Regions from separate parts of the Mus musculus genome. Here regions 1, 2, 3, 4 and 6 are each linked to region 5. A link is a contact called in public Hi-C, HiChIP or PLAC-seq, Micro-C and promoter capture Hi-C data. All regions are on one chromosome and are shown on one strand. Each heading gives the region's core, a stretch centred on a gene start, on an enhancer-like site or on the middle of the called end of the contact. The rest is flanking DNA. Distances are from core to core; before and after follow the strand shown.

Region 1 (2,776 bases), core at 186-2,685, 790 kb before region 5:
AACGCAAGGCTAGAAAGAATCTGGTGCTGACCTACGGTAACTGCCGGCACCAGGCGATTCTCAGTTTGATCACATATAACCCTGGGATGTCTTCCCTGCCTTCGCCCGCCTATGCCCTGGAGATGACCCTGCTTTTCCCTTAATCCCGGAAGCGTCGCTTTCCTGGGCACCCACCTCGGTTGACGATCTTGCCGAAGAGGTGGGGCCCCGGAGCAGTGGGGCAGTTCCAGCGGCGGTTTCGGAATTGCCATTTGCACTCTCGCACAGCGCTCTGGAGCCCTCCACTCACGCTGTGCAGGATCCCCGGGTTCTGTCGGATCAGTCGCCGCTGCTTGCGGCTCAGCAGCTGCAGACTGGGCTCGAGCACCAGCTGCAGACTCTTGGAATCCGTCAACAGGTTCGTGGAGGAGGCTATGTTCACGATGCCCCTGGCGGGATGCATAAGGGTTCAGTCCAGGGGAGGGGACCTGCATCCTAACCATACAGGCTGTACCACCCTATCCTTGCCTGGCCCTGAGCTCCAGAGTCTAGTGAGTGGACAGAAAAGGCATGGCTACCTTAGCTCTTCCTTTCTTCAAGTCAGCCCCCGAGGAGAAACCCCACCTGCAGCCTTGCCCACCTTGAAAAACTTAGGAATTCCACTCCCTCACCTCAAAGCTAATATCTGGTTTTTTTTTTTTTTTTTTTTTTTTTTTTGGTTCAAGACCTAAGGGACACCTGAGCACCCACCACAGCGAGGTTGGGACCTGTTGCTCAGCAGAAACGGGGTCGTATTAAATGGGAATGGTCTCTGAGCCTGGTGTATCTGGGCTTCTGCATGCCAATGATGTGCCCCCACTTCAGCAGAGCTAGTTCTAGGTGTGAGCACCCTGGATGTGAAGTCACAATGCACGAGGGGGGTCTGTAGGTTGGTGATCCCCACAGCGTGGGAGCTGGGTAAGGCCCGTGCCTGGCTCTTTGCCCCAGGACAAGTGGCGGACCCCGTACTAGCTCACTTACCACCATCGGCCACTACTGTTGGCAGCCAGGGCTGCGGGCAGAGCGGTCAGTGCCAGTAGCAACGTAGTAGAAACCCAGCTGGGCAGCAGCGCCCAGAGCCCCATGGCCTGCCTGGCCTTGCTGGTTCTGTGCTGCGGTTCTGACGACTGTGGTTGCTGTCCGCGACGGTGGGACTGGACACAGCGGTGAGGGCAGTGATGCGAGTTCCCAGGCTGGCTCTAATAAGTCTGGAGGCGGGCCGCAGGCAGCATGGTTCGCTGTCCTGGCTGCTGGGCTGAAGCAGCCACTGCGGGAGGCACCGCCTCTTATAGGCCTCTTATAGTTGCGGCGCTGACTGCAGTGAGAAGAGGCTGCCCCTCCGGGCCCGGGCGGCACTAAAAGCACCAGGGCGCACTGGTCAGGGCCACAGACAATGAGTGGCGAGCGAAGCTGTGGCTCTTGCCGGTCTGAGCAAAGAGCTGACAGGCTAACCGTCGGGGCTCACCCCCGCCCCCTGCCTGGTGGCCCCCGCCTCCAGGTCTGCACTGGCCGCCGACCCCTCCCCTTGGGATGGCCTCCCACGCGCGCCGGCCTCACTCTTCTGCGCGTCCGGAGCCCGTCGGGGACCAGCATCCGCCAGGGGGCGCGGAGACAATGCGCTGGGGACAACCTGTTTGCAGCCTGGATTGCCTCCCCCACACGCGCCGGTGGGGCTGTCCTCTCGAAGTCCGTCTCCTCTGTCCCCCCTACGCTGTGGTCTCTTCTCTTCCCTATTCTGAATGGCAGGATGAAAGTTGTGGTTCTAGCCAGCGACTCCGTGGAGACACTTCCTCACCCAGGAACCCCGACGGCTGGACAGAGAAGGAAAAGAAGGAGACAGAGCATGGGTGGAGCTGTGGTCAGGGATTCCCGGGCGTGGGGTGTAGGGGTAGGCTGAGCAAACCGAGCTGGTGGCAGTGAGAAACTCAGAAGCGCCCAGCAGTTTGCCTCTGTGGGCTAGGGGGAGTGTAAGCGTCGGTGTGTCACCCGTGAGATTAAGTCAAAGTGTACATGTGTTCTGAGGGTGCACGCTCCTGTGTATTGGTGTATCCAGAAACTTCTAACGAAGAACATTTTGAGCCCTTTCCAAATAATTGTGTAATTTGGCTCAGGACAGGGAGAGCATGAAGTCATTTTGTTACAGTCACCACTTAACGCAGTGTATCAGGAAGGAGGTGGGGCTGTGACAGGAGACGTCCAGAAGGCTGCAATTGTGTTTGCAGGTGGGTGCATGAGTGTGTGTGTGTGTGTGTGTGTGTGTGTGTGTGTGTGTTTGTGATTAACGACGTGCACTCATAGGTGTCATTCTGTCGCTCTGGGTACCTAGTGTCACCCTATGGCACCTTGAGTCAACCTGTGCTTATCATTAGATGTGCTAGTCATGAAGATGAACCGGGCTTGTTTCTCTGGCAACTAGGCTCAGAAAGGATAGGACCACCAGCCGAGTAGCTGTCAGATGGAGCTGAAGACCTGAGGGAAAGAATGCTTGTGGGAAGAAGCTGGCTCCTTTTGGTTTTGTTGTTGCTGGTTTTGTGACCGGATCTTGCTGTGTGACCCTACCTAACATAAAGGTTTAATATGTAGAACCCATGATGGTCCAGTGACTGCTGGGATTACAGGCCTATTCCGCCACCGTACCTGCCCAACTCAAGATGAACATAATTGGGGGGAATGAGAGATGGCTCAGTGGCTAAAAGCACTGACTGCTCTGCCAGAGGCCCCGGACTCTGTTCTCAGCACCCAAGTGGTGGCTTATAGC
Region 2 (3,222 bases), core at 30-2,529, 950 kb after region 5:
ACTTCTTGCCAGGAGAAACCAAAAGGGTGTATATATCATATTTGACCAGGATTGCTAACCTACTCTCGTGAAACTAAATATTTCTTATATATATTGTGCTTTTGGGGGGGGGGTGGTACAAAATCATGCTGTGGTAGAAGTTATATATTCTTCTGTTGCTACCCTTCTGTTGAACTGTTTTGTATAATCTGAGGTGTGTGTGTGTGTGTGTGTGTGTGTGTGTGTGTGTGTGTGTGTGTGAGAGAGAGAGAGAGAGAGAGAGAGAGAAGAGAGAAAGACAGAGACAGAGACACACATAGAGACAAGAGACATAGAGAGATCTATCACTGATGGAACGTTTTGAGTGTTCCTTATTAGCATGCAGATGTTTCTGTTGTTACATTGTTTTCTTTCTGAAGTGCCGCCATGTTCTAGTACTGTTCTAATACAGGAGCTATGAAATGGGAAGAGCTAAGTGTCCTTCCTGAAGACAGACAGTTAGACCGGCAGCTCTTCATAATTTACGTTGGGCGCGTGAGAGTTCCAAAAGCCCTGTCTGTGTCCCTGGTGGGTCTGTTAAATCTTCAGAGGCCACTTCTCCACCAGTGAACCCCTTCTGCCAAAAAAGAATGGCAACTTTTATTAAATAAACACGGACCTTCTTTGAAGCGGGAACTATGCTTAGTGTCAGAAAATGGTTTTATCAGAAAATGGTTCCATATACATATTTTTCCTTAAGACCCTCCTAGCGAGCAGAAAATGTAGTTTATTATAGCTTCCTTTGTACTCAGAATCATATTTAAACTAGGACCCCATAAGAGAATTACAGGAAAGGTTCACAAGTGGGTGACGGCAAGGTTGCCCTTGTATTGCATAGAGATTTTTACTGTGACCACCATATTCTATTTGTTTGCTTTGTGTTATGTGGTGACAGTAAGCTGTGTAGTCCGTGAAAAAGTTGTTTGTCGAATACTCTACACTGACTACTTTTACCTACTTAACGATGTAGATATATCCTGCACACAGGAAAATCCCCCCAAATAAAGAAACTTCACAGTCGAAAATGAACTCACACCAAACTCTTTGGTAACAAGACCCAGGGCGGGTGGAGGGGCCTCCATTGCTCTCTGGGCTCCAGGCTTCCCTCTAAAAGGACAGCTGGACAGCTAGACTCCACCTGGAAAGATGTTTCTGTTGACAGATCAGGTTCCTGCACTGCTATTGGTGGCTAGGCTGGAAGGGAGGGTCCTCAAGAAAGGAGATCGAGATGCTGCCCCCTATCACAGGATGGAAATTTCCACTCTTTGGGAAGCCAATAGAGAAGACGGAAGGGTCTCCCGGTCTAACCCTTGCCGCCACATCCATTGGATTCCAACCCGAAGAGGGTAGACAGAAAGGCGGGTGAGTTAAATGTGGTATATTTTCTCTTAAAAAACGACTCAGCGTGGAATTTTAGGGCTAGATCCTAACTTGTGTGTGTGTGTGTGTGTGTGTGTATGTTTGCGCGTGTGTGCGCGCGTGTATGTGTGTGCCCCCGCGCGCGCGTGGGGACAAGCGCACGTGGGGCATTCAGGTCTCGGAACTGTGTAGGGTCAAAATTTGTTGGTTGTACCTTAGAACTACAGGCTAACTGGGTTATTTCAGTGACTAGAAGTGAAGTAAACCAGGGCAGGCGGAGGGGATAGCTTGAGGGGCTTTTTTTGAAGGCTCCTATTCGAACTGTGCCTGCGTGGCCGTCTCCAGAGACTGGTGTGGGCTTGCCGACTGGAGGTCTATTGGCTCTGAGATTTTTGTTGTGGGACCTCCTTGAACGATAGCAGCTGCCTTATAAAGAGGGTCTCACCCTTCCTAGGATCTGGCTCCTCACCCTTGGGGATCGTGCCCACTAGGTGCTACCCGAGTTGCTGGAAGTGTGCCTATGACCCCCCGCCCGCCGGAGGTGGTGGGGGAACACGGGTTCAGGGTTTAAAATAGACTCGCTGGTCTCTTGATAGTTGGTAGTTGAATTTCCTGACTGTAAGCATGCTCCCGTTGTTAAATTGCCTTACGGCGAGCAGATCAGCATGCTCCCGGAGTGCGAACTCTAAGGCTTGGGGACTCTAAGGAGTCCCAAGAGCCTGGAGCAAAGTGAGAATTTGATTTAGAGCCGAGACTGCTTCCCACATGGTGGGATCGGGGATCCGCCACACCCAACAGCTCGTAGGCGCCGAAACCCCGCGGTAGGGTGGGGGTCGCGGGCATGAATGGAGGACTTCAGAGGAGAGGGAAACTGACCGTGGAGTAGTTGGGAGGAGACAACTTGGTCAACCAGAAGGAACTCCTTTTGCCTTGAGGCACTGAGCAGGGACAGACAGCTGAAAAGGCGTAGGTGGCTCTTCAGGGTATCAGTTCCTGGGGACGGACCCTCGTGGGGATCGGTCTGAGGTTCCCGTGGAGGGATCGGTCTGGGGTTCCCATGGAGGGACCCTCGTGGGGATTGGTCTGGGGTTCCCGTGAAGGGACCCTCTTGGAGATCGGGTTGGGGTTCCCGTGGAGGGACCCTCGCGGGGATCGGGCTGGGGTTCCCGTGGAGGGACCCTCGTGGGGATCGGGCTGGGGTTCCCGTGGAAGGACCCTCACGGGGATCGGGCTGGGGTTCCCGTGGAGGGACCCTCGCGGGGATCGGGTTGGGGTTCCCGTGGAGAGACCCTCGCGGGGATCGGGCTGGGGTTCCCGTGGAGGGACCCTCGCGGGGATCGGGTTGGGGTTCCTGTGAACCGATCCTCGCGGGGATTGGGCTGGAGTTCCATGGACGGACCCTCGTGGCGAGCCACAGGGAAAGGTGGCTAGAAAAACTCTTCCATGTATACCAGAGCCTGTGATGCTTCCTTCAGCACTGCTGACCCAGTTGGAGGAAGAGGGGCGAGCTGAACCTGAGACTTAAGCAAGGATGATTAGGGATGAATTCCTAGGCAGTGGCCACACGCCTAGAGGGTTTTTTTGAGCCTCTGGGCTGGTGCTTAGAGATCGGGAGCCCTCAGAAAAGCTGGAGTGAGGCAGACCGGCGCTTGCTTGATGTTTTGGTTCTCATTATGTGTGTTGCGGTGAAAGGATAAATCAGCCTTCCTAATACTCAGACCCTTTAAGATCGAACCTCATGCCTCGGTGAACACCCAGCCGTAAAATTACTCCATTGCTGCTTCATAACTATAGTTTTGTTACTGTCACAAATCGTAATGTTTGATAAGCACGCAGGATTTTTGA
Region 3 (3,033 bases), core at 413-2,912, 600 kb before region 5:
ACGAGCAAATAAGAAAAAGGAAAATTATAGAACGGCAGTTGCTGATAAGAGCTGCGGGGAGAGAGAAAAATTATAAAGCTGGGGAGGGAGATACGGAGCCCCAGGAAAGGGAGTTGCTATTTTAAAAGGCTGTGAGAGAGCAGAGCTGATAAGGGACTTGGGCTGTGACCTAAAGGAGCTCCTATTCCAGTTGGGAACAGCAAGTACCAGGGTACCAGCCTGGGCAGAGCCTGGCATACTGGGGAACAGCAGACAGGCTGGTGTGACAGGTGTGATGAGGAAGACACGGGACCTGGACTGTCAGAATTAGCTGGGTTATTAGTTATTCCATGTGGACTGCTCTAAAGCATTCATGTTCTTTCTCCTTGTCGGCTCTCCACCCAGCTCTTTGTGATACTAAGTGTGGAACCCAACGCCTTGTGTGTTCTAAACAGGCATTCTACCACTGAGCCGCACTCCCCTCCCTCCTTTCCTCCTTATTGTTTGCTCCTACGTTTATTGAGCACCTACTGTTAGCCCCAATAGCTCTGGAGATGAAGTGCTGACAAAAATAGGTATAGTTTCTACATGCACAAAGCTTGTAGTCCCCGGGACGGAGGCGTACGTTAAACGAGAAATGATTTAATTATAATGGCAATAAGTACTGTGGAGGAGATGAACAGAGGTTAAACTGGACCAAACGTAGTCTTAGGGGTGGGGCTGGGAAATTTTCCGTGAGGAAGTAACGTTTAAACTGTGACCTGTGGGAGAAATTGAATTTAGTTTGCTGAAGAGTGTGTGTGTGTGTGTGTGTGTGTGTGTGAGAGAGAGAGAGAGAGAGAGAGAGGGGGGAAGGAGGGAAGGAAGGAAGGAAGGATATGGAAAGAATCCCTTTTGTGTAGAGGTCAACGATCAACAGTTCACAGCAGAACATATTCTGTTGACAAGATGTATTAGGCTTGTGTGTAGTTTGTTTTTGTTTTGTTTTCTTTTCTGAGACAGGGTTTCTCTGTGTAGCCCTGGCTGCCCTGCAACTCACTTTGTAGACCAGGCTGGCCTCGAACTCAGAAATCTGCCTGCCTCTGCCTCCCGAGTGCTGGGATTAAAGGCGTGTGCCACCACACCCAGCTCAATTTTTTAAAATATGCTTTTATGTGCATTGGTGTTTTGCTTTCATGCATGTTTGCATGAGAAAGTCAAAGCCCCTGGAGCTGGAGCCATAAACAGTTGTAAGATCTGCTTTGTGGGTGCTAGGAATTGAACCAGAGTCCTTCAGAAGTATGGGGAGTGCTCTTAAAAACTTAGCTCTCAGATCCTTTACTTATATGGTTGCTGGGTCTTTTCCATGTGTCTGTGTTCCTTACCTTTGAGTGGGGGTGCAGCTGCCTCTCCTGGGGCAGTTTTATCAAGACGGTGGGAATGGGAACTGGTGAGATGGCTCCTCAGTTAAGAGCACTGACTGCTCTTCCGGAGGTCATGGGTTCAAGTCCCAGCAACCACATGGTGGCTCACAACCATCCACAACGAGAAGCAAGCAAGCAGGGCTGGAGCAAGAGGGAGAAGGGGGGGAAGATGGTGGGAATGAAGACCAGAGTTGTAGGAAGCGCTCAGGTCACAGGCTACTATGGTGGCTGTGGCCACGCAGTGGTATTAATACCATTCCCTGTCTCTCCTCCCAGCAGCATGTCATGGTTTAGTGGCCTCCTGGTTCCCAAAGTGGATGAACGGAAAACAGCTTGGGGGGAACGCAATGGGCAGAAGCGCCCACGCCACGCGAATCGAGCCAGTGGCTTCTGCGCACCTCGCTACATGAGCTGCCTCAAGAATGCGGAGCCACCCAGCCCCACTCCTGCAGCTCACACTCGGTGCCCCTGGCAGGATGAAGCCTTCATCAGGAGGGCGGGCCCGGGCAGGGGTGTGGAGCTGGGGCTGCGGTCAGTGGCCTTGGGGTTTGACGACACTGAGGTGACCACACCGATGGGCACAGCTGAAGTGGCACCGGATACATCGCCTCGGAGCGGTCCGTCCTGCTGGCACCGGCTTGTGCAGGTGTTCCAGTCTAAGCAGTTCCGCTCTGCCAAGCTGGAGCGGCTGTACCAGCGGTACTTCTTCCAGATGAACCAGAGCAGCCTCACGCTGCTCATGGCGGTGCTGGTGCTGCTCATGGCTGTACTGTTGACTTTCCACGCTGCGCCTGCCCAGCCTCAGCCTGCTTACGTGGCCCTGCTGACCTGTGCCTCTGTCCTTTTTGTGGTACTCATGGTGGTGTGTAACCGACACAGCTTCCGCCAGGACTCCATGTGGGTGGTGAGCTATGTGGTCCTGGGCATCCTAGCAGCCGTGCAAGTCGGGGGTGCCCTGGCAGCCAATCCACACAGCCCCTCGGCGGGCCTTTGGTGCCCCGTGTTCTTCGTCTACATCACCTACACTCTTCTTCCCATTCGCATGCGAGCCGCAGTACTCAGCGGCCTGGGCCTCTCTACTCTGCATTTGATTTTGGCCTGGCAGCTCAACAGCAGCGACCCCTTCCTTTGGAAGCAGGTAGGTGTGACAGAGTGAGGGTGGGAAAGAGAACTTGCTGATGGAGGGACACAGTATCGATATAGCCATGTCTAGATCGATCAGGCCAAGCTTCACGGGCTAGCCTCTGCTTGGGACTTGTATCAGTGAGCATTGACGAGGAACAGGTCTGTAGTGTGTCACCACAGGCCAGTCTTCAGCTCTTTGGCTTAGGTCAGTAGACATGCCATGTGCAGGTCTCCCTGACCTCTTGGTAACCTCTGAGACTCAAGCCCTGTTGTTACTCCTACGAAGAAGCAGCTGTAGGTAGTTTTGCAAAGCTTCCATAAGCAAGGCCTTTCTGCTCCTTGCCAGAAGCTGTGGCCTGTAGCCCACCATGGCCTCAAAAACAAAGAGAAAGTTGCTTGGGGCTCCTGGGGTGAGGAGCTGGGTACTTGGGCTTCATGCCCTTCCCTGCTTGGAACAGTACATACCTTTTTAACAGTAACTTTATAGCTAGTTTGTTGTGGAGCAGAGTCCCCGCAGGGCACTGTC
Region 4 (2,870 bases), core at 126-2,625, 630 kb before region 5:
TCAAGCCCTGTTAGTGGTCCTTTCCCATATCGAGTGGGATGTCTAAGGGGAGACTGGTGACTCCATGAGGCTCTGACACTGACCCCCCCCCCCAACTCTTGTCCCATCTTTCCAGGCAGTCTTTCTGCTCTCTGAGCTCCGGGAATCACTGTCTAATGAGCTGATTTGTCTCAGTGGGTCAGGAGATAAAAGCAAAGAGAAGAATTAAATATTTATTGGTTGCCTGGTTCTCGGAGCAAAGAGCTTCCTTCCCATCCCCATGCCCCTGAGCTCCCCTGGCCTCACCTCCAGGCCCTCCTCTGCAGGGGGCTAGACTGAACACAGTCTGATGGCCCACCCCTGTGGTTGGTGGCCTTTCCAAGAAGCTGAGCTAGAGGCAGTGGTGAGTGAGAGCAGTCAAGGCCATGCGCAGGGGGGGTGGGCAGAGAGGAAAAAGAGACCAAGTTCTAGAATTCCTGTCTGCAGAGGCTGGTACGCGAGTCGCTAATGTTCTTCCAGCTCCCTAATTTGTCATTTACTTGAGGCACAAGTCCGGAGTGTCTCCCCCGGAGCTCAGCTTTCCCTGTTGTGTTCAGACCCCATGAACCCAGGATACGGAACTCCAAATGTTCCATGTTCGCTCTAAAAACCTCGGTGTCGGGGCCTTCTGTCCTCCCCTCCTCAGCCTCCTATGTCCTGAGCTTTGGGGCCACCTGCTCGAGCCTTCCCCCTACAGCGTCCCTGTGCACACACCGGAGTACCTGGGATACCTGGCTATGAGAGACCATCTTCCCACTTTCCTAGAGAGCCCCCCGCCGGCTTACGCGCGCTGCCCCGCTCGCTGCCAAGGCGTTTTTCAAAGTGCAGAACTGGGGGAAGGGTTGAAGAGAGAGAGGTGTCATCCCAACTCCCCCACCCCCACCCCCCACCCTCCCCCGCGGGCACTCACCGCCTCCGAGTCCTCAAACCCGGGCACGTAGGAGTCGTCATACATGGGGGAGTCCGGGGTGGGTGGGGGGAGCGAGCGGCGCCGGGGGCGAGGACGGCGGGCCGCGCCCGAGATGCCACCGAGCCGCGCAGCCCTGCGGGCGGCGGCGGCGGAGAGCGCGAGCGCGAAGGAAGGAGCGAGCCGCGAAGACCAGCTGCTCGCAGCTCAGATCACCGCTCCCCTCCCCACCCCCCAGCCCAGCCGGTCCCACCCCGAGCGCGCCAGCGCGGCTGAGGAATCTGCCGCCGGCTCCCACAACAATAGTGCCCGCCCACCTGACCCCCTCCCGGGAAGACGCGGGCGGCGGGGGCGCGGCAGCCAGGGGGGACCCGCCGGGGCCGCGGAACCGGGCGCACGCGAGTCGGGAAGGTGGGTCCCCGGCACCTCCGGGGCCGGGGCGGCGGGGAAGAAGGGCGGAGAGGCTGCAGGCGGGGCGGATCCCGGCGGGGAGGAGGCGGGGCGAGGAGAGATGCAGAGACAGGGACTCTCGCAACCCAGGAACTGCTCCGCCGGGAAACAAAGGGCTGGCGCGGGGGAGGGGAAGGGGAGAGACGCCGCAACCAGACGCGAGCCCGGTGGAGAATCGAGAGGGTGCGGGCGGCGGGGAGGATGGCTGGAGAGAGAGGAGGACTGGAGGCAGGGAGAACGCGGAGACAGGAAAATGGAGATCTAAAGGAGGACGGACAGCAGATGGGGAAGAGGTCTCAGGTGATCCGGCAATGTCAGCTCTCTGCAAGTCCTGGAGACACCCAAAGCAAACCCCGCAGTGGTACTAGGGAGAAATGGTTTTGAGCTCCCAGACCCGTGCCATGAAAGCAGCTCCTGCCCCAACAGGTGCCCGGCCCTCTCCGTTCCGGGCTGCGGTAAAGGGCCGACCCTTAAGAAGGGGGAAGTTCGGGGACGGTGGCTAGGCCTCCCCACACCTGTTGCACGGGCAGATTTTATCCAAGTTAAGCCGGGATGGAGATTCTCTTCTTCACTTCCCTGCCAAGGATTGTGCCAGACATTGCCAAAGCATCCGCGGGAACTGGGGCAGAAAGGGGCTGTTTTAGGTGAGCTTAAAGGGTGGAGCAAAGGTGCGATCCTGACGCTGAGGTTGGGAAGGAAGAAGGGTAAAGCCTACCGCTTTGCAAAAGACCAGAATTACGTACGGTGTGCAGGATGCTGGTTCTAATCATCCAGCACCAGTCAGCGCCCTCCACCCCCACCCCGCCATTCGAGGAAAGAGTCGCAATCTCTGAAGAGATCTTCTAAAAGCTGTCATCATTTGAGCTCGCTCCCTTTTTACATCCCTCCCCCCCCCCCCCCGACCAAAATTTTCCTTTTGCATTTTAACCTCCTGCTTGGGCATCCCAAGAGGATGTGAGGCAGACACCAGCCGTGCTTGGTGTCTCGCTTTCTCAACTCAGCCCTTTGCCACTTCTAGCTCCTGAAACCCCGGAGGGTGTAAGTTCAGGACACTTGCCCACCCTTCCGGTTACAATTGGGAAGGGTTCAAGAGATCTATAGAAGGTTCTGTGCGGTAGAAAGGAGAGGAAGACCACCCACCCAAGCCAACTGGCTTCCCACCTATATCTTATCTTCCTGTTCCCTCGGTAAGAAAAAGATGGGGGGGGGGGCTCATCTAATGACACCCTAGTCTGTCTCCTGACTGAAGGACCGGCAGGCAACTTTATTGGAGCCCTTGTGTCTGAGGGCACCAGCTGCAACTGGGGGAGGCAGCTTCCACTGCTCCAACCCAGTGTGTTTGAGGGTTAGTTCGATATCTTCTGTGTCCCCAAGTACTGCCTTGTCCTGTACCATCCTTTTCCTTTGTCTCCTTAGTCCCCTCTCTCCTCCCAGAGGGTGGAGAAGTGTCAAAGAGTAAGACCCTTCTGGCTCTCTTCTCCTGGAAGAGGGTCCC
Region 5 (3,147 bases), core at 543-3,042:
ATATATACATATATGTGTGTATATATGTGTGTGTGTACATGTTTGTCTATGTATATATATAGGCAGAAAAACAACGCACTCTAAATATATTAGGAAGGGCAGCTCAGAGACCCAATGAAATCTGTAAAGATGTGTGAGAGTTACAAACTGACTTCCAAGCCAAGACTGGACACCTATGGTCCAAAGAAGACTTGGGCACTGCAGACTTAAAGCCACCTTTCTAGCAGAGACTGAGGCAAAAGGATCTAGCATTGAACGAAAATCCTTGAATAGCCTGGGAAGGTGTAAGAAAGACTCAAGCAACCCCCACCCTAGACTGGTTGAAACCCAGTGGCATTTTACATTAAAAAACAAACAAACAAACAAACAAACAAACAAACAAAACACTCTCTACTTCTCCAGCCAGTACACTTGCAGGGAAATTACGTTCTACACACTCGAAGTTCTTTGTTTCCATCCTGAGAAACCCCAAAGTCTGAGGTGGTGTGGTGTGCTGGGTAAGCCCCCACACACTCCAGCATTCCCTGGGAGTGTCGGTCAGGTCCATAGAGGTGGCTTCTCCCAAGGACTTCCAGCTTCCTGGAGGAAAGCAACACAGAAACCCACTTCGAGACAAAGGAGTTACTGCTTAAATCAGGTCTTAATTTCCAAGTTTCACTTTGCTTAAAGTTCACCGGAGGACCATCTCACTCCTGAAGGAAAGATGTATTTGGGGACTCATCCTCACCCTCTTGTTCTCAAAGGAGACTTCCGGGAACATAGCAAGGGCTAGGCCGAACCTCCGCAGTTTGGGCTAAGGTGGGGGGGTGGGGAGCAAGGAAGGTAGGTGAGGCTGGAGGTCCAGGGATAGGGGAAGACTTGGAGAATGAGGTTGGGGTGGGGGAATAACTAGGAAACTCTGGCGCTTTCCCCGCCCCTCACAAAGCCGAGTCCAGCTGGAGCCACCTCCAGACTCTCTGGCCAGAGCCTCAGAGTGGCCAACAGTCCCTGGCCAGCGGTTGCTCTATCCAGGCTAAGGGCACCCACTCCCCTGGAGATTCCTGAACCTGGGCCAGGAAGAGCCGAACTAGACAAGCGTCTCCAATCCATCCCGTTTTGTCCCCGGGGTTGTCTGCAGTCCCGTTAGTCCCTTCCCTGGCCTGTTCGCCCCTTAGACCTCCACACAGGTCTCCCTCTGTGTAGGAATTCACCAGACCCTGTCCTAGCCACCCGCTCAGTTCCCCCTTCTACCTAGGCCTTTTCTAGCTAGTTGGATGGGGGATGGGTTAGGGAGGCTGTGGTCCCCGAGACTCCAGGTGGGAGCTCACGGGCAGGTACTCCGCAAAGGAGCTGGAAGGCAGGTCTGGAAAACTGTCCCCCAGATTTAGGATTCTGGACAACGTCCATCTGCTCATGCTTTGGTCCCCCACGCACCTCCCCGCCTCCTAAATTCCCCATCCCCACCTTTCTTGCTCCTTTCTGTTGCTTCGTCCTCTCTGCCTTGGGTCTAAAACTCCAGGCTTATGCCTCTGCAAACAACCCCCTCCCTTCTAACCCCAGCAGAACTCCGAGGAAAGGGGCCCGATGCTCCCCCCCTTCCCGCCTGTGGTTAGAGGGGGCAGTGTGGCAGTCCCAAGTGGGGGCGACCGGAGGCTGTCTCGGTGCCCCGCCCGATCAGGCCACTGGGCACATTGGGGGCGGGAAGCTGGGCTCACGAAAGGGGCGACTGGCCTTGGCAGGTGTGGGCTCTGGTCCGGCCTGGGCGGGCTCCGGGGGCGGGGTCTCAGGTTACAGCCCCGCGGGGGGCTAGGGGGCGGCCCGCGGTTTGGGCCGGTTTGCCAGCCTTTGGAGCGACCGGGAGCATATAACTGGAGCCTCTGCCGGGGGAAGACGCAGAGCGCCGCTGGGCTGCCGGGTCTCCTGCCTCCTCCTGCTCCTAGGGCCTCCTGCATGAGGGAGCGGTAGAGACCCGGACCCGCTCCGTGCTCTGCCGCCTCGCTGCGCTTCGCCCGGGCCAGGCTCTGCCAGGCCTCGCGGTGAGCCATGATCCGCCTCGGGGCTCCCCAGTCGCTGGTGCTGCTGACGCTGCTCATCGCCGCGGTCCTACGGTGTCAGGGCCAGGATGCCCGTAAGTCGCCCGCCGCCCCTGCCTACTTCCCTGACTTGTGACCCTTTTCCTCCTACTCCCTCCCCCAAGTACTGGTCCGGGTTAGGGCGCTAAGTCCTAAGCGCAGAGTATACAGGAGTACACTGATCCTAATTCTGCGAGTAAGGACCTCTGTCGCAGCATCTTCAGTGAGAGTCACGATTGGAGACTTTCTCAGGTCCCTGCGTTAAGCAAGGATATGCAACAGGTTTGAACACAGACGCATCACCTTCCACCAGCTTTGACCAGGACGTTTCGAGCTCAGTAAAAGAAGCCCCACACTTAAAAGTAGGAGAGAAATCGAGAGACGCCTACGGGTTGATTTATCAGCCTAGTCTAGGGGTTAGACGCTGCAGAACTCAAAGGGGCGCTAGACAAAGAACTAACTCTGACCCTGATGGGTTGAAATCTGAGGCCACAAAGAAAAAGCGGCTCCCGGCGACTTCAGCGCAGCTCTCCAGTCCCCTCCGCTATCAGGCTGGCCCACAGTAAGGTGCAGCCGGGCAGCCCTTCTTTGAAACTCGGCTCTCCCCTTGCCTCCGTTAGGCTGCAGGAATTTGACACTGAAAAACGTTGACATTGCAAACAGACCTGCTTTCCAAATGTGTCCCCAAGAGCACCCACCCGCACACACACACACTGTATACCCTACAATGAGTTACTTTACAGCGTGTGTAGCCGTGGATGGATATGGGGTCAGGCTAGTGACCTGCGTATGGCTATCGTTAGAGGTGGCAGCTGTATAGCCTCGGTCCAAGGGCGGTTCCCGCACCTTTCCATCTCCTCCCTGGGTAAGATCCACTGTCTGGGATTATATTCAGGACAACCGAAGCCTGGAAAGTGTATTAGGTAGAGAATTTTCTTCCACGTGTTTGGGCACGTTTCCGACGGGTAGGGTTCCAGCCCTGTCTTTCTCTGTATGTTACAGACTGTTAATCAATCGCAGGTGAAACTGTTTGGACAGTAGGTGGGGATCAAAGACCCTCTGCCCGTGAGACTCTGTGCTCTTTCCCCTGCCACCA
Region 6 (3,017 bases), core at 365-2,864, 720 kb before region 5:
CCAACCCCAGGAATTCCTGCCGCCTGTGGCTTCAGTTAGTATTTGAGGGGGGTTTTATGTAGCCATGCTGGGGTTCAAGGTGTGCACCACCCTATCCCACTGTACCAATTCAGGTTCCAGTGTTTTGTTTTTGTTGCTTCTTTAAAGAGAGTTTGACTGTGTAGTCCTACATGGCCTGAAACTCAGGAATTTGTCTGCCTCTGCCCCCTGAGTGTTGGAATTAAAGGTGTGTACCACAACATCTGGAAGGCAGGGTTTTGCTTTTTTTTTTTTAAGATTTATTTTTATTGTGTATATGGACACTAGACGAGGGCATTGGAGTCCTTGGAGCTAGAGTTACAGACTTTTTGAGCCATCTGATGTGTGTGCAGGGAATTGGTCTTTGGAAGAGCAGCAAACTCTCTTAAGCACTGAGCCATCTATCCAGCCTCTGACAATGAGCATTTAAAAAATAATTCCTGGGTTAGGGGTGTTAACTAAGGCGCTTGCCAGGTATGAGCAGAGCCCTGCCTGGACTGGATCCCCAATACCACAAAGCCACCCCCAGAGAACATGAGAGCTTAATTAGAATGATAGCATTATATATGGAGGCACTCGCTAATGGGGCTGGAAGAGGAAATCCCAAAGGAAACTGGTTGGGTATTAGAGATGGAAGAAATCTCAGAATGTCGGTACAGGAGAACCACCAAGACAGCCAGGTCAGGGAGGTCAGGTTCTTCCAAATAAGAGGAAGTGTGTGTTGGGTGTGTGTGTGTGTAGTCTGAGCTGCTGGCCAGACACACAGGTGGAATTGTGTTTACAACCGGTATCAATGCTAAAGAAGACAACGAACCAAGAAACAGCCTGAGAATAAATATGGTATGGAAGGACACCATGCCAGACAGCCTTTGAGTGAGTGACCAGGAGCTGGGTACCACAGCTTAGGTTGTCAGTGAGTGTTCAGACCATGAAATTCGAAACTGGTAAGGCTGCCTAAAATTACTTGAGCCCCCTTTAAAAACTGAAGTCCTTGCATAAACACAAGACTGGTGTCCGTGCTGCTGTTGTGAAAAGGATTTGTGGAAAACAGGAAGGAAACGCCATTGCTGGTAGGAGAAGATCTGTGATGGATCACTTTTTACAGGAAGATGCCCCGTAATGCTTCCCAAGACAGGAGGCTGGAGAAGCCGCCAGCTCTTTCTGGACATACCCGAGAGCAGAATGAACAGGAGTGTGAAGGGTCAGCCGACTTGGACACCTGCCTCTGGGCTTAGTGGAAAGGGACAGATCTTAGAAGACCGAGCAGAGCACAAATGCTAGCCCTGTGCTTGAGTACTGTCACCAGTTGCCATGTTAACCTTGGGCAAGTGCCCTAGCTATGAAATGGGGACAAGTGTGTGCCTCCCTTTCCTGGCCATTCGCAGGTTAGAGACAAACGAACGCCCCTCTTTACAGTTGGTAATGGCAAATATGTGCTATTACATGATCCAGCCGTCGTCATGGGTCAGAAAGACTGTTAGATGGGTCACCATCCGCGACCTCCATCACAGGTTAGGGAATTCTGCAGTCTCTTCCCCTCTAGGAGGTGGGGACAAAGTGGAGGGAGGGCTGCAAGAGGAGGAGGAGGAGGAGCTAGCGCCTTGAAAACCCGCCCATACCAGTCTGGCCTGGAGTGAGGGAACCCGTCCTGGTCGCGTGCACCCGAACAGCCTGCCCTGGTATCCTGGTGCTCTGACCCGGTCCAATCATGACCCTGAGCCCTTTGCTCCTACCACTCCAGCTGTTACTGCTGCTACTGTTCAGTGGGGCGGTGTGCCGGGCTGAGGCTGGGCCAGAAACCGAAAGTCCTGTCCGGACCCTCCAAGTGGAGACCCTGGTGAGGAGACTGTGGTGCCACTCCCCTCCCCCCACCCCATGTCCCGCCGTTCCCCTTTACGGCCAGGGATCGCGGGGAAGCCTGGGACTCTAAATGGTCCTGTGAGAGTGAAGAGGAAAGAAGCGAAGGAACTGAGTTGGGGGAAAAGGTGCTGGGTCTCCAGAGGAGCTTAGGAGGAGCAGCCTTGACCCTTGTAGTCTGATCGTAGGTGCAGCCCCCTGAATCGTGCACGGAATCTGCTGCCATTGGAGACACGCTCCACATACACTACACGGTGAGGGGCTTGGGGGTCCGGGGCGTGGCCTGGGAGGGGCGGCGCCCGGCTGAAACACGTCAGCTTTGGCTTGGACACGTGGCAAGCTATCCTAGAGAACTTGAGTCCTAGGATCAGCCCGCACGTGGGGGCGTCCTCTCGCCTGCTTCTCTTTCTTCCTTGTTTTCTGCCGATTCCTCTCCAGCGCTGAGAAAAGAAGGATAGAGAGAGCTCCAAGAAGCGCCAGCCCCGTGGGGCTTCCTGTTCCTTCTTGCCCATGGTGGTGGTGGGTGGAAGGAGATGGGGACAGGACACAAGTTTGTTAAAGGGGTTGCTTCCTTCCGGGTGGTCCCAAATTGTGGGAAGAATGGTGGGTTTAGACCCACCATTTTTTTTTGTCTTCAGGGCAGTTTGGTAGATGGACGCATTATTGACACTTCTCTGACCAGAGATCCTCTGGTCATAGAACTCGGCCAAAAGCAGGTGATTCCAGGTATGTGCCCCGTGCCTCTGACCTCTCCCTAGCCTAAGCCCTTGCTTGCTTGCCGGCTGTATTGCTCTGGAACAGCCGCTAGAATGAAAAGGATCCCAAGGCTCTCCCGCTACCTCAGACTCCACTTCTAACACTCTTCTTGCCCCACACATCACTGCGGCAGAGAGTCTGAGAAGTGGAGCTAAGCTCATTTGATGACGGGGAGCCTTTGATTTTCCTCTTGGGTACTGTGGGGAAGATATGTAGCTTCTAGTTCAGTTTTGCCTTCTTCCTCAAGGTCTGGAGCAGAGCCTTTTGGACATGTGTGTGGGGTGAGTATCTGAAGGCCGGGGCCTGACTGCTCCTTTTTCCGGGTAGAAGGTTTCTCTGTCATCCCTTCTCCAGTGGCAGGACGTTGTAGAGTAAAGGGCCCCTGA

The links. Promoter capture Hi-C pulls out the DNA fragments that hold promoters and counts their contacts. Hi-C and Micro-C count contacts between places; a contact is called where the count stands out from the background. HiChIP or PLAC-seq counts read pairs in DNA pulled down with a chosen protein or histone mark.
Region 1: a promoter capture Hi-C map of embryonic stem cells shows a contact between it and region 5, with 18 read pairs. The contact joins the promoter of Wnt1 here to the promoter of Col2a1 in region 5. A contact is called at or near these places in 3 of 39 promoter capture datasets (embryonic stem cells and pre-B cells), 5 of 484 Hi-C or Micro-C datasets (all in embryonic stem cells) and 2 of 115 datasets of contacts at active chromatin or transcription factors (both in embryonic stem cells).
Region 2: a contact with region 5 is called in an H3K4me3 HiChIP or PLAC-seq map of embryonic stem cells, with 4 times the contacts expected there. The contact joins the promoter of Slc38a4 here to the promoter of Col2a1 in region 5. A contact is called at or near these places in 1 of 39 promoter capture datasets (hippocampal neurons), 1 of 115 datasets of contacts at active chromatin or transcription factors (embryonic stem cells) and 1 of 9 other capture datasets (liver).
Region 3: a Micro-C map of embryonic stem cells shows a contact between it and region 5, with 2.2 times the contacts expected there. The contact joins the promoter of Adcy6 here to the promoter of Col2a1 in region 5. A contact is called at or near these places in 5 of 39 promoter capture datasets (the SN4741 cell line, embryonic stem cells, frontonasal cranial neural crest and 2 more) and 2 of 484 Hi-C or Micro-C datasets (both in embryonic stem cells).
Region 4: a contact with region 5 is called in a Hi-C map of embryonic stem cells, with 3 times the contacts expected there. The contact joins the promoter of Cacnb3 here to the promoter of Col2a1 in region 5. A contact is called at or near these places in 1 of 39 promoter capture datasets (embryonic stem cells), 2 of 484 Hi-C or Micro-C datasets (both in embryonic stem cells), 1 of 115 datasets of contacts at active chromatin or transcription factors (embryonic stem cells) and 1 of 9 other capture datasets (adipose tissue).
Region 6: a promoter capture Hi-C map of embryonic stem cells shows a contact between it and region 5, with 4 times the contacts expected there. The contact joins the promoter of Fkbp11 here to the promoter of Col2a1 in region 5.

The regions. Positions count from the first base shown.
Region 1 is chr15:98,788,516-98,791,291 of GRCm38.p6, reverse strand. Wnt1 (wingless-type MMTV integration site family, member 1) reads right to left here and starts at 1,435. Exons shown (of 4, transcript NM_021279.4): 1 at 1,000-1,435; 2 at 175-428. The coding sequence starts at 1,103.
Region 2 is chr15:97,054,013-97,057,234 of GRCm38.p6, reverse strand. Slc38a4 (solute carrier family 38, member 4) reads left to right here and starts at 1,279. Exons shown (of 16, transcript NM_027052.3): 1 at 1,279-1,380. All of the region lies in intron 1 of Gm32840 (a long non-coding RNA gene), which reads right to left.
Region 3 is chr15:98,603,361-98,606,393 of GRCm38.p6, reverse strand. It overlaps Adcy6 (adenylate cyclase 6), which reads left to right and starts at 1,662. Exons shown (of 21, transcript NM_001368413.1): 1 at 1,662-2,520. The coding sequence starts at 1,663.
Region 4 is chr15:98,633,272-98,636,141 of GRCm38.p6, reverse strand. It overlaps Cacnb3 (calcium channel, voltage-dependent, beta 3 subunit), which reads right to left and starts at 1,375. Exons shown (of 13, transcript NM_007581.3): 1 at 929-1,375. The coding sequence starts at 973.
Region 5 is chr15:98,003,369-98,006,515 of GRCm38.p6, reverse strand. Col2a1 (collagen, type II, alpha 1) reads left to right here and starts at 1,792. Exons shown (of 54, transcript NM_031163.3): 1 at 1,792-2,107. The coding sequence starts at 2,023.
Region 6 is chr15:98,726,795-98,729,811 of GRCm38.p6, reverse strand. It overlaps Fkbp11 (FK506 binding protein 11), which reads left to right and starts at 1,614. Exons shown (of 6, transcript NM_024169.4): 1 at 1,614-1,855; 2 at 2,064-2,129; 3 at 2,514-2,601; 4 at 2,879-2,912. The coding sequence starts at 1,727.